Regions from separate parts of the Sus scrofa genome. Here region 2 is linked to region 1. The links are chromatin contacts, called in public HiChIP or PLAC-seq maps. All regions are on one chromosome and are shown on one strand. Each heading gives the region's core, a stretch centred on a gene start, on an enhancer-like site or on the middle of the called end of the contact. The rest is flanking DNA. Distances are from core to core; before and after follow the strand shown. Region 1 has its middle 12 kb from the start of UBE2K. Region 2 has its middle 21 kb from the start of CHRNA9.

The links. HiChIP or PLAC-seq counts read pairs in DNA pulled down with a chosen protein or histone mark.
Region 2: a contact with region 1 is called in an H3K27ac HiChIP or PLAC-seq map of alveolar macrophages. The contact joins two enhancer-like sites. A contact is called at or near these places in 1 of 5 promoter capture datasets (fetal liver), 3 of 47 Hi-C or Micro-C datasets (embryonic fibroblasts, heart right ventricle and subcutaneous adipose tissue) and 2 of 2 datasets of contacts at active chromatin or transcription factors (alveolar macrophages and skeletal muscle).

What each region holds. Positions count from the first base shown.
Region 1 is chr8:30,872,677-30,879,452 of Sscrofa11.1, reverse strand. No RefSeq gene overlaps it. Among named protein-coding and RNA genes, the nearest start is that of UBE2K, 12 kb to the left of the region's middle. Within about 2 kb of position 3,627, at least 1 of the 83 cell types and tissues checked has an H3K27ac peak or open chromatin away from gene starts, as enhancers often do. A contact at or near this core is called in alveolar macrophages, where this site is marked.
Region 2 is chr8:31,418,654-31,425,429 of Sscrofa11.1, reverse strand. No RefSeq gene overlaps it. Among named protein-coding and RNA genes, the nearest start is that of CHRNA9, 21 kb to the left of the region's middle. Within about 2 kb of position 3,674, at least 38 of the 83 cell types and tissues checked have an H3K27ac peak or open chromatin away from gene starts, as enhancers often do. A contact at or near this core is called in alveolar macrophages, where this site is marked.

The sequences.
Region 1 (6,776 bases), core at 2,378-4,877:
CCATTTGTTAGGCTGAAACTTCTTAGAGAAATACCATGCCAGAAGTCCTCTCTCCTAAAAGGGTGAAATATTTCTAGAGTTTGACAGTAGTTATCGAAATAACCCATCAAGTGAGTTAAATGATCCTTTGACATTTTTATTTGTCTCGTCTCTGACGGTACTGGAACAGATTCTGGAAACACCTTCCTAATGGGCAAAATCACCAACTGATGTTGGCAAAATTTATAGCTCACCTCCTTATCAAGATTCAGATGGATCCTTCAAAACCTCTTCCCAGAATTATTCAATACCCTGTGTGTAAAGAGCCTTCTATTATGGGCTTTGCCCGTAATAGAAGATTTTAAGGCTCAAGACCTCATTATCCCTTGTACTAACCCCTATACAACTTCCAGTTTACTGGTGAGAAAACCTAAGGGCCGAGGGTAGCGGTTTATCCAGGACCTCTGAGCAATAAACAGCATAGTTATTGACATTCTGTTTTTCATAACCCTGATACATTATTAACTTCCATTCCCATGGGAAGTAAATTCTCTAATTGGTTTATGCAGTGCATTCTTTAGTATTTCAGGTGATGAAGCTAGCCAATGCTTTTTTTTTTCTTTGCCTGGGAAGAAATGTAATTCACCTGGACAGTTATGCCTCAGGGTTTACTGAGAGCCCTTATTTCTCAAAAATTATGAAGGCCGATTTGGATGCTAGAAAGTTCCCTAGAGTCCCCACTTTGTTGCAGTATGTAGATAATTTGCTCTTCTTCTCAGGCCTCCCAGAGGAAGGTAGCATTCATTTCCTAAAATGTTTAGCCTTAAAGGAACATAAGATTGTCAAAGAAAAGTTACAGTTTGCCCAAACCCAGGTTTGATACTAAGGGTATGTGATATCAAAACAAGGGGTTCGGAGTTCCCGTCGTGGCGCAGTGGTTAACGAATCCGACTAGGAACCATGAGGTTGCGGGTTCGGTCCCTGCCCTTGCGCAGTGGGTTAACCGGCGTTGCCGTGAGCTGTGGTGTAGGTTGCAGACGCGGCTCGGATCTCGCGTTGCTGTGGCTGTGGCGTAGGCCGGCGGCTATGGCTCCGATTCAACCCCTAGCCTGGGAACCTCCATATGCCGCGGGAGCGGCCCAAGAAATAGCAACAACAACAACAAAAGATAAAAGACAAAAAAAAAAAAAAAACAAGGGGTTCAATAGTTTCTGTTATGGCGCAGTGGTGAACAAATCTGACTAGGAATCATGAGGTTGCAGGTTCGATCCCTGGCCTTGCTCAGTGGGTTGAGGATACAGCCTTGCCGTGAGCTGTGATGTAGGTCGCAGATGCGGCTCGGATCCCATGTTGCTGTGGCTGTGGCGTAGGCTGGTGGCTACAGCTCCGATTCGACCCCTAGCCTGGGAACCTCCATATGCTGCAGGAGCAGCCCTAGAAAAGGCAAAAAAACAAAAAACAAAAAAACCCCGCAGGCTACACCTAGATCCAGAGGGACTTCTTGATATTCTAAGTGTCCCAAAACTGAAAACTAAATGCCAGCTGCAAGGTTTTCTTGAGCTAGTCGGTTATTGCTGACACTGGATTCCAAATTTCTCTCTTATGGCAGAACCCCTGTATATTTTACTAAACAATAACAACCTTGACCCAATTTTATTGGAAGAATGGGATTACACAGCCTTCAAGGACTTAAAAGGAGAGTTTGATGAACCCACCTGCCCTTAGGCATCCCAATTATGAGATTCCCCTTTTCTTTTTTGTATATCAAAAGGAAAGTAATGCCCTTGGGGTACTCACCCCAAAATACAGGGAGCATCATCAGCCCATAGGGTATTATAGCCAGCCACAGGGAACACACGATACCTTCCCCCGGCCTCCGCCTTAGAACCATTATACTCACTGCCCTTTTGATTAAGACTAAGAAAATGATTGTGGGGAGTTCCCGTCGTGGCACGGTGGTTAACGAATCCAACTAGGAACCATGAGGTTGCGGGTTCGGTCCCTGCCCTTGCTCAGTGGGTTAACGATCCGGCGTTGCCTTGAGCTGTGGTGTAGGTTGCAGACGCGGCTCGGATCTCGCGTTGCTGTGGCTGTGGCGTAGGCCGGCGGCTATGGCTCCGATTCAACCCCTAGCCTGGGAACCTCCATATGCCGCGGGAGCGGCCCAAGAAATAGCAACAGCAACAACAACAACAACAGCAAAAAAAGGCAAAAAAAAAAAAAAAAAGAAAGAAAGAAAGAAAGAAAGAAAATGATTGTGGAATCCCCTTTAACCATTTTTGTACTTTTTCCAATAGAAGTCCTACTGAACTCTCATCACACTCAACATTTCTCAATCACCTTACCTCCCATGAAGTCCTTTTGTTAACTGCTCCTCACATAGCTCTTTCACAATATAGTAACCTTAATTTAACCCCGCTACTATTTTCCCCTTTGCCACGGATGAAGTCCTTCACAACTGCTTAATGCTGATGGAGTAACTCCTGATGCCTCATAATAATCTACAAGAAATTCTTGTAGATAATACTGACTTATAGCTCACCAATGCCTCTTTTTTTTTTTTTTTTTTTTGGCGGCCCTTCGGGCATGTAGAAGTTCCAGGCTGGAAATCAAACTCACGCCACAGCAGCGACCCAAGCCACTGCAGTGATAACACCAGATCCTTAACCTGCTTGGGTTTTCAAAATTATGTTTGGCAGTTGAAGCAAAAATTATATAACGCTGTCTAATATGGATATCAATATATGTTGAGGAAATCATTAAGGCAATTATATTACAAATGGGGGAATATAAAGGTACATAAAGGGAGGTAAGGCAAAATGTCAACACCAATAAATTTTCTCCATGTGTGAGAAAATGACAGAACTATACACACGTTATGTTGATGTCAAGGTCCTGGTTTTGATTTATTGTACTATAGCTATATAAGACGTAACCATTTGGAGAAACTTGGTGAAGGGTATGAGAGACCTCTCTGTACTATTTTTGCAAAGTCCTGTGAATTGATAATTATTTCAAAATTGAAAGCTATTAAAAAGTTAACACACGTAAACCACTTAGAACAGCTCTTGTTGGAGTTCTCATTGTGGCGCAGCAGAAACGAATCCAAGTAATAACCGTGAGGTGGTGGGTTCGATCCCTGGCCTCACTCAGTGGGTTAAGGATATGGCGTTGACGTTGCTGTGAGCTCTGGTGTAGGTCGCAGACATGGCTCAGATCCTGGGTTGCTGTGGCTGTGGTGCAGGCCTGCAGCTGTAGCTCCAATTCTACCCCTAGCCTGGGAACCTCCGTACGCCGTGGGCACGGCACTAAAAAGACACACACAGACAAAGGAATAGTTCCTGTTACACAGTAAGCACTGTAAATGTGCTATAATTATTAAGCAACATCTGCAAGCCCATTATTAGTCAATCATCTCCAGGCCAAACCACTAAAACTTATATAGGCCATTGCCACTTTGGTTCTACTACTTAACTTTAGGCAAGTTTCTTAAACAACTCTTAAACTTCAGCTTCTATGCTTTTTAGTAAGGGTTAAAGGAAATAGCGTATTTGAAACAGCTTAGCACAGAACCTGACACATGGTAGACATTCAGCAAAGTTTAATTACTATTTCTTCTCCTTTCCTCTTTCCCTAAGTATTGACTCCAGGCTGGTATTCTCATCTAAATTGACTAATCAGTTCCAAACCCTACTTCCCTCAAGTCTCTGTGTGGACACCATTTTTCCTGAGATCCAGCTTCTCTGTTCTTCCCATGGTTTCCTTAACCATTCTTCACATTCTGAGTGCCTATATATTTCCATTTTACCTAAAATAATTTGAGTTGGGCTTATATTATTTACAGCCACAAATATATCCCTCATATCTCAAGCGGCAGTTAGTGAGCTCCTTTCTATCTGCTAGATTGGATGCTGTCCAGTTCAAATAAACTCTTAAAATTTTTTAAAATAAACAAAGTGGCAGGTAGTTAATCTGCTAAGGCAAATTCCTTAAAATGTACTTAAATTACTTGAATAATCGAAATTAAACTTCATGGCCAGAAGTTCTTTTAGAAATAATTTAGTCCGGGAGTTCTGGTTGTGGCTCAGAGGTTAAGAACAGGACTAGTATCCATGAAGATTTGGGTTCTATCCCTGGCCTCGATTAGTGGCTTAAAGGATCCAGCATTGCCATGAGCTTCGGTGTAGGTCAGCAGCTGCAGCTCCAATTCAACCCCTCACCTAGGAAGTGAGGGCGGCTGAAGCCCTAAAAAATAATAATAATAATAATAATAATAATTTAGTCCAAAATTTCCCCACTACTTCTCTTGAATTTGAAGGTTAAGGAACTCCCAGAAATGTTCACCAGCTTAACAAAGTCATGCAGGTAATGATTGCTTGGAGCTAAGACAAGAAGCTGGGATCTTGAGGCTATGACACCACTACCCTATGCTATAGGGAAGTGGGAACTTAAGTCATTCTGCCTTCTATTTATAGGGCTGTAGTTACTGTTAACCTTTCAAATGACACTGAATGCTCATTTAGATCTCGTAGTCAAGAAGTTGTTCCAGTTTTTTTTTCACTTGAAATACAAATAAATCCAAGCTTCATCACTCTTTTTAAGCAGCAGGGGTTTTGTCTTTTAGTTTAGTTCAGTTTTTTTTTTTATTTTTTTTTTAGCATACACACTTGGTTTTGCATTAACTGTATTAAGTTACTTTTTGGATCAGCCTTTTTAGATCTTCTGGAATCTTTATTTTGTTTTGTTTCTTTTTGGCCTTTTTTTTCTTTTTTCTTTTTTTTCTTTTTAGGGCCGCACGAGTGGCATATGGCTGTTCCCAGGCTAGGGGTCTAATCAGAAATGAACTCGCCTTTCTACACCACAGCCACAGCAACTTGGGATCCAAGCCACATCTGTGACCTACACCAAAGCTCACGGCAACAATCGTTAACTCACTGAATGAGGCCAAGGATCGAACCCACAACCTCATGGTTCCTAGTCGGATTCGTTAACCACTGAGCCACGACGGGAACTCCCGGATTCGTTTCTATTGCATCACGTGGGGAACTGCTGGAATCTTTATTTTGTCATTTAGCTTATCACCTAAAACACCCCTTCCCCATTTTGTATTATCTGCAAATTTGATAATGAGCTTCCAATATGCTCATTCATATTAAGTGATTCATGAAAATGTCTAACAGCGTGGGGCTCTAGAGGCCTTTGACAAACTGCTGGAAACTCCTGCTTCAGAAATTGTATAAATCGTTTCAACCTCCAATAAACTATATTACCGTTCATTCTTCATTGTCGAAAATTTGTCAAATGCCTAAAAAAAGTAAGGATACAGAAGGTTCACACAATTTTCTTGATCTACAGTGATGAATAATAATGGCTACTACTTATTCTGCTATCAACCGAGGACTTTTTCACATATTGGTTTAAATTTCGTCTTCTCAAAAACTCAAGGTAGGTATTATTATTTTAATTTTTGCTGAAGAATTCAGGCTTCCTAGGGCATACATAAGTGTGGTATGGTTTTGGCTAACCACATGTTTCTCTAAATGTTGTTTTACTGACTAGTGGGAAAGTGGAAGATACCTGAGAAGCTGTGGAGAAAGTGGTAGGGTGCTGTTGTTTTTTTGAGGGAGTTAGAAGTGAAGGAGAGGATGCAGATTCCCTAGGGGAGGAATTTTAGGGAAAGGGTCAAGTTAGATAAGAGGATTTTTATGAATTTTTTTATGTCATATCTAATGTAATCCCCATTGTTTATCAATGCCTTCCAAGTTTGGATTATTGTTGTTTTGTGGTAAGACCATATGTGTGAGATTGACCTCCTGGGAGGTCCCGGGTGAGAGCAGGGCTAGCCCAAAGAAGCTCCATGACATCTGGCTTACATGACAGGCTCAGAGAAGTTGAGTGTTCAAGCCTCACTTTTGGTAAGTGATAGAGCTGGGACTGGAATTTAGCCTCATTCCACTCCAAGGCCCTGAAGGGGTCAGACCAGGAAGAGTAGGAAACCGGTCAGGAAGATCCACCTATTTCTTAGAGAGAGAATTCAAACTGGGCCTTGTTTTCACCACTTTTTCTTATTTCTTGGCCACACCCATGGCATGCAGAAGTTCCTGGGGCCAGGGATCAAACCCACGCCACAATAGTGACCCAAACCACAGCGGTGACACCAGATTTTAACCCACTAGCCACCAGGAAGTTCCCTCACCACTTTTATAAGGATTTGCAAACCATTTGTTTATAATTATCCATTCCAGACTTTTGCCAAAGAAAAATGTATTCACAGGCTTATAGTGTCTTATTTTATTTATTTATTTTTTTTGTCTTTTTGTATTCTCTAGGGCCATACCTGAGGCATCTGGAGGTTTCCAGGCTAGGGGTCTAATTGGAGCTGTAGCCACTGGCCTACGCCAGAGCCACAGCAACATGGGATCTGAGCCACATCTGCGACCTATACCACAGCTCGCAGCAACACCAGATCCTTAAGCCACCGAGTGAGGCCAAGGGTCGAACCCTTAACCTCATGGTTCCTAGTCGGAGTCGTTAACCACTGAGCCATGACGGGAGCTCCATAGTTTCTTATTTTAGAAAGTGAGTTCTTGGATCCTGCATTGTCACTGCAGCTGCTTAGGTCACTGCTATGGTGCCAGTTTGAGCCCTGGCCTGGGAACTTCTATTAGCCATAAGTGTAACCAAAAAAACCCCAAAAAACCAAAAAAAAAAAAAAAAAAAGGAAAGAAAGAAAAGAAAAGAAAAAGAAAATGAGGACATTTGTTCATCTCCAATCTTTAGCATCTCTGTTTCCAACA
Region 2 (6,776 bases), core at 2,425-4,924, 550 kb before region 1:
TTGGCTGCCTCAAGGCATATGGAGTTTCCACATATGCTTCAGTTCCAACCTATGCTGCCACTACTGCAATGCTGGATCCTTTAACCCACGGTGCCGGGCCGGGGATCAAACCTGTGCTCTGGGGCTGCAAAAAAACGCCACTGATCCCATTGCACCACAGCAGAAACTGCCCACCTGCAATTTAGACATGGCCAACATTTCATTCACCTTCCCCCGACCTTCTTCTATAGCCCCCTCACGTGTTCCTGATTTTGGTGAGTGGGCCAGCCTGCTCATCATCCCATGCCCAAACTGGGAGTGTCCTAGACTCCCCCCTACACCACCACATCCCATCTGTCACCAGGCTTCATCATGCCCATCTGTTAAAGCCATGCCACCCTTCTTATCTCTCCTGACCCATGACCAGGTACTATGACCTGGATTACTGGGATCACCTGCCTCAGGGCTGGTCCCTCTGCTTCAGGCTCTTTCTCCTCGAGTCTGGCCTTCATGTCATCATTACACAGATATTTTCAAATCTGAGTGTATTAACCCCCTTCCCATGTGAAACCCTCCCACCCTCCCCCTTTATCCACACGATGAAGCACCGTCCTAAGGAGACAAGGGCATTCATATTTTCAGCACTGCCTTCCCCCCAGACTCATGTCAGGCCATCCCTACACGGTTAATGACAAGGTGGAAGGAGTTCCTGTCATGGCGCAGTGGTTAACGAATCCGACTGGGAACCATGAGGTTGCGGGTTCGATCCCTGGCCTTGTTCAGTGGGTTGGGGATCCGGCGTTGCCGTGAGCTGTGGTGTAGGTCACAGACGTGGCTCGGATCATGCATTGCTGTGGCTCTGGTGTAGGCCAGAGGCTGCAGCTCCGATTCAACCCCTAGCCTGGGAACCTCCATATGCCGCAGGTGCGGCCCTAAAAAGACCAAAAAAACAAAAACAAAAAGACAAGGTGGATTGCCTGCCCCCCTTCCTGCCTCCACGCCTTTGTTGTGCAGGTTGTTCCTCAGCCTGGAACAGGCATCCTGCCTTGCCTGACCCATGAACAGCTTCTCCTCTTTCTTCCTCTTTTTCTTTTTCTGTCTCTTTTTAGGGCCACACCCATGGCACATGGAGGTTCCCAGGCCAGGAGTGGAATCGGAGCTACAGCACCAGCCTACACCACAGCCACAGTAACACAGGATCCAAGCCACATCTGCCACCTACACCACAGCGCACGGCAACACGGATCCCTAACCCACAGAGCGAGGCCAGGAATTGAACCTGTGTCCTTATGGATATTAGTCGGATTCATTTTGGCTGAGCCCGATGGCAACTCCCCCAGCTTCCCCTCTTTCAAGATATTTTGAGAGTCATCTAATCATGAAGCTTTTCCCAACCTCCCCAGGTAGAATTCTGTACTTCTTCCTCTGCGCCCTTGAGGCTTTTCATACCTGTTTCTCTGCTAACGTGTATCCAATTGTTTGTTTGTGTACTTGTCTCCCCAGTCTGACTGAGGACCTCTTAAATACCCTCTGTATCACCTTATTCCTCAGTGTCTGACATACAAGAGGCACCCCAAACATGTTCATGCAATACACAATTAGAGTGGCCAGAGCCTGTCAGGGGGTCTCCTGACTGCAGGTCAACGTCCTCCCCACACCCAGCGCCCTTGGTCGTGGCCTGCCTCCTTTGAGGGCTGGCACTGTCTGATGTCCCCTGTGGGAGGACAGTGGGAGCTGAGGGCTTTGGGTCCTAACCTTACTCTGGACATACCTGTGCCACACATGGCTCCCTGGAGGGCGGCCCTAAGAGGAAGACAAAACAAACCTGGATGTAAACTGCCAGAGGCGTTCCCTCTGGCAGGGAAGCCGGCTTCTTGTTCCCAGGTCCATCAGTGTCCCAGCAGGTCAGAGTAGAACCCTGCGTTTGACCTGGGAACCACCAGATTCCAGTTGGAACAGAAGATGCTAAGTGAATAGCTTCCACCTTTGAGCCAAATCCAATGTTGTAACAACCGGCTACGTATATGCTCAAGATGCTAAGCTCCTAGAGAGAGAGATCTGGATTTCAATTCTTTAGGTTGCAAGCCTCTCAGTGGGGGGTTAAGAAGTCACTTATTGTTTTTGATGGGAGCAAATGTTTTCAGATAAAAATTTAAATTGTTGGCTAGTTTTCCAGTCCAATCAGGCCCTGGGAGGTACGTCCTGATCAGAACTCTGCTGCTAAATCCACCCTTCCTGCAAATATTTACTGAATGCTGGGCAGAGAGTTTACAGAAGAATGAATACATTATCCCTTCCTTCAAGATGTCTATGGGCTTTGTGGAGAAAAAAAAAATTTCTTCTAAGAAAATGTGAATAATAGTAAGAGAGTTAAACAAGTAATATGCCTTTAAGACTATGCCTTTAAGGGGTGATTCACTGTCAAATGAGAAGTTTAGCGAAATGAAAAGACGTTGGCCCCCAGGGTGGACTGACTGAAAGGACATGGGGTGGCAGGAGAGGACATCTCAGCAGAAGGAAAAGAGCAGATCCTTTGGAACTTGGGGTTTGATCTTCTGTTCTGCCATTTATTAGCTACATATCTCGGGCATATTTGAACCTCTCTGTACCTCAGTTTCCTCATTGGAAAATCAAGGATAATGTTATCCACCTCATGGGCTCCATGGAGCATCCAAGAGCACCAACATTTTTTTTTCTTTTGGGATTTTAGGGCTGCACCCGCGGCATATGGAGGTTCCCAGGCTAGGGGTTGAATTGGAGCTGTAGCCACCAGCCTACACCACAGACAAAGCAATGCCGGGTCCAAGCCATGTCTGTGACCTACACCACAGCTCACGGCAACGCTGGATCCTTGATCCACTGAGCAAGGCCAGGGATAGAACTTGCGTCCTCATGGATGCGAATCAGATTCGCTTCCACTGAGCCATGATGGGAACTCCCAAGAGCACCAACATTTAGCACAAACACTTGTGCTAAGCCCTGGAGTACAAAGATGGAAAGGGAAGGGTCTTTCCCTCAAGGGCTACCACATGAAAAGGGGTCGGTAAATATTAGTCCTCCTCTTCCTCTACTCTCCACCTGTCACTTTAAAGGAGAGGTGGCCAGACCCAGTGGACCACAACTAGGTGGCATTAAGGACGTGAGCTCACAAATTTGGAGACAGAATAAGCTCTTTACATCCACTATGAAGAATTCCTGCTCTCTGGTCCCACCTTCTACTAGGAAGTGCATCTGTACCTCCTGAGGCCAGAACTCCCGATTTGCAGCTTCTCCCTTGAGTTTTGGTGAAGTCTGCCGGGAGTCAAGGTCAAAGGCAGTAACCTAGTCAATTCTTATTACCCAAAATGCCTGCTGTTTACTTAATTTTTTGTAATTACAAAAGCCAACCACTAGGGGGCATAAGATCGAGAAGCTGAGCAGTGACCCCATTCATCACGAAAAATGCCTTTTGTTTTCTCGCGGAAGAATGTGGTCGGGGTCCACAAAGCATACATTGTGGGCTGAGAACAATACCTTTTGCACCTTCTACAAACTCTTTGTAAAGAACACAGCTCCCTTGAGCCTAAAAAGCATTCTTAACTCAGCCCATCCTCCATAGCCCATCACGTTGGGCCAAGGGTTTCCCAGCTCTGATTCCATTTTTCAGCGTTTCCTTCTGTTTAAAAGCCCTTTGGCTCAGCAGGATTGTCTGTAATGGTAGTAAATGGCTCACATGATGATGAGGCAATCTTTTCACATCTTGAACTGCAATCTGTCTTTACACCACTGTCTGAATCCGCAGCCCATGGTTCTCAGAAAAGCCATCCACCTGAGATTATTGGTTTGGGCTCTGGTTCCCCACCCCCGCCCCACCCCAATTTCCTACACCATTTGCAGAGACTTGAATATCTCTCATTCTCTTCCTGCCTATGGCAATCCTCATTAAAATCAAGCACTCATTTACCAGAAAAAAGCAAAGACAAAAACCCTCTGAGGTCACAATAACTCAAGTCCCTGTGACAAAGCTTGTTTTTCCTTGCAGGAGGAGTCTGGTTTCGCAAGGGTTCATCTCTTCTTACATTTTCTGAGACACTCACGCACACTCCAGCAACAATGGGAAGGAACATGATTTCCCAAGCAGGTTGCCTAGAAACCACTCCAGTGTTTCTGAAACTAATTTAAACATGAAAATTCAGCCCCTGACTCATGCCAGGAATGCATGCAATGGTTTTCTCAGTATTTTACTTTCTTTTTCTTTCACATTACAAAATAATGCCTGCTCATTGCCTCCAAATTGAAAAGAATTTGAAAATATAAATGTCTTGGATAGGGAAAAATTCCCCCAAATCTTGCTATCAGAAGCAACCACTGTTGTCATTTGGGTATATTTTCTTCCAGGATATTTTTTCTCCTATGCAACATCATTGATATTAATACTAAATTTACATAGATCGTGCTTTTTCCACTTACCAGAGCATCAGCATTTCCCTATCTGGCTAAAATTTTCAGAAAATTGATTTTTTAAATGACTGCATTGTATTAGAGTCCATTTTCCTTTATTTACTTAACCGTTCTCTTCATGCTAGACATTTAGGTTATTTCCAATCCAATACCATCTTAATAAATGTTGTCGTGATCATCTTGGTACAAAACATTTACTAGATATATTCCCTCAGGAGGAAAATCAAAACAGGAATTTCAAAAAGTCTGAATATTTTAAAAACCTTTTTTTGAAAATATTGAACCGTTTATGATTTTTAAAAAAATTTTAAGCAGTATATTAGAAAGTAAATTTCCCTCTCTTTTCTGCCTAGGACCACTTCCTAGAGGTAACCACTGCTACCAAACATTTTCTATGAATATAGAAGAACATATATATTGTCTGCTTATTTGACGCTATGTATGCATTGTTCCACCACTTGCTTTTTTCCCTTATTGTATCTTGGACATTTTTCTACATCGGTCTAAACTGATCTGTTCTTTTAAAAAGTTGCACAACATTCCATTAGATGACGTACTATCACTCATTTGCCTTGGACAGATCTTTTTTTTTTTTTGCCTTTTAGGGCCACACCCGTGGCACATGGAGGTTCCCAGGCTAAGGGTCTAATCGGAGCTACAGCTGCCAGCCTACATCACAGGCACAGCAACACCAGATCTGAGCCGCATCTGCGAACTACACCACAGTTCACGGCAACGCCAGATCCTTAACCCACTGATCGAGGCCAGGGATCGAACCCACGACCTCATGGTTCCTAGTTGGATTTGTTTCCGCTGTGCCACAGAGACTCCCTGACCGGAACTTCTTAATGCACTCATTGCACAGTCAGTGAGCTGAGCTCCCAGCAGTGGGTCTGAATCTACACCATTCTGCTCCCACCATATCTTCACCTGGCCAGGGAACAGGTGGTGGCAAAGTCACAGCTTTACCCCTGGAATTCGTCAGTATTAGGGCTTACAGAGGGCTCCAAACTTTGCCTTTTTTGTTCCTTTCCTTTTTTTAACCTAAAGTTGGTACCCTTTTAGTAATCTCTCCCCTATTTTCCCTACTCCCTAGCCTCTGGGCAACCACCAGTCCACCTGCTGTTTCTGAGCTCAACTTATTTATTTGATTATATATATAAGTGACACCATGAGCTATAGGTCTTTCTTGGTCTGGCTTATTTCACTTGGTGTAGTACCCTCCAGATTCATCCGTATGAATCTGGAAATAACAGGATTTCCTTTTTTTTTTAGGCTTCTTAGGGTCTCACTCGTGGTATGTGGAGGTTCCCAGGCCAGGAGTCGAATCAGAGCTACAGCTGCTGGCCTACACACAGCTACAGAAATGTGGGATCTGAGCAGCATCTTTGAACCACACCACAGCTCACAGCAACGCCTGGTCCCTGACCCGCTGAGCAAGGCCAGGTATGGAACTCGCATCCTCATGATACTAATCGGATTTGTTCCCACTGCACCACAAGGGGAACTCTGTGATTGCCTTGTTTTTAGAGGTTGAATAATATTCCATTATATAGTAACAATCCATTTATATGTATATATGTATGTATCATATTTTCTTTATGCATTCATCCATCAGCAGACACTTAGGTTGTTTCCATATCTTGGCTATTGTGAAAAATACTGCAGCAAACATGGAGGTAAAGATATCTCTTCAAGATAGTGATTGCATTTCCTTTGGATATATACCCAGGAGTGGGATTGCTGAATCATAGAGTGATCCTATTTTTAATTTCTTGAGGAATCTCCATGCTGTTTTCCGCAATGGCTGTACTGTTTTATATTCCTACCAACAGTGTATGAGGGTTCCCTTTTCTCCACATTCATTTGTTATCTATTGTCTTTTTGATAGTAACATCCTAACAGGTGTGAGGTGGTATCTCCTTGTGGTTTTGATTTGCATTTCTCTGATGATTTGTGATGCTGAGCAATTTTTCGGGTAGCTGTTGGCCATTTGTATGTCTTCTTCGGAAAAATGTCTATTCAGGTCCTTTGTCCATTTTGAAATTGGACTATTTGTTTTTCTGCTGCTGTGTTGTATGAGGTTTTGGTATATTTTGGATATCAACCCCTTAGGTATGTGGTTTGCAAATATTTTTTCCCATTCCATAAGTTACCTTTAATTTTTTTTTTTTTTTTTTTGCTTTTTAGGGCTGAGCTTGTGGCATATGGAGGTTCCCAGGCTGGGAGTCGAATCGGAGCTACAGCTGCCAGCCTACACCACAGCCGCAGCAACACCAGATCTGAGCTGCATCTGTGACCTGCACTGCAGCTCACGGCAACGCCGGATCCTTAACCCACTGAGCAAGGCCAGGATC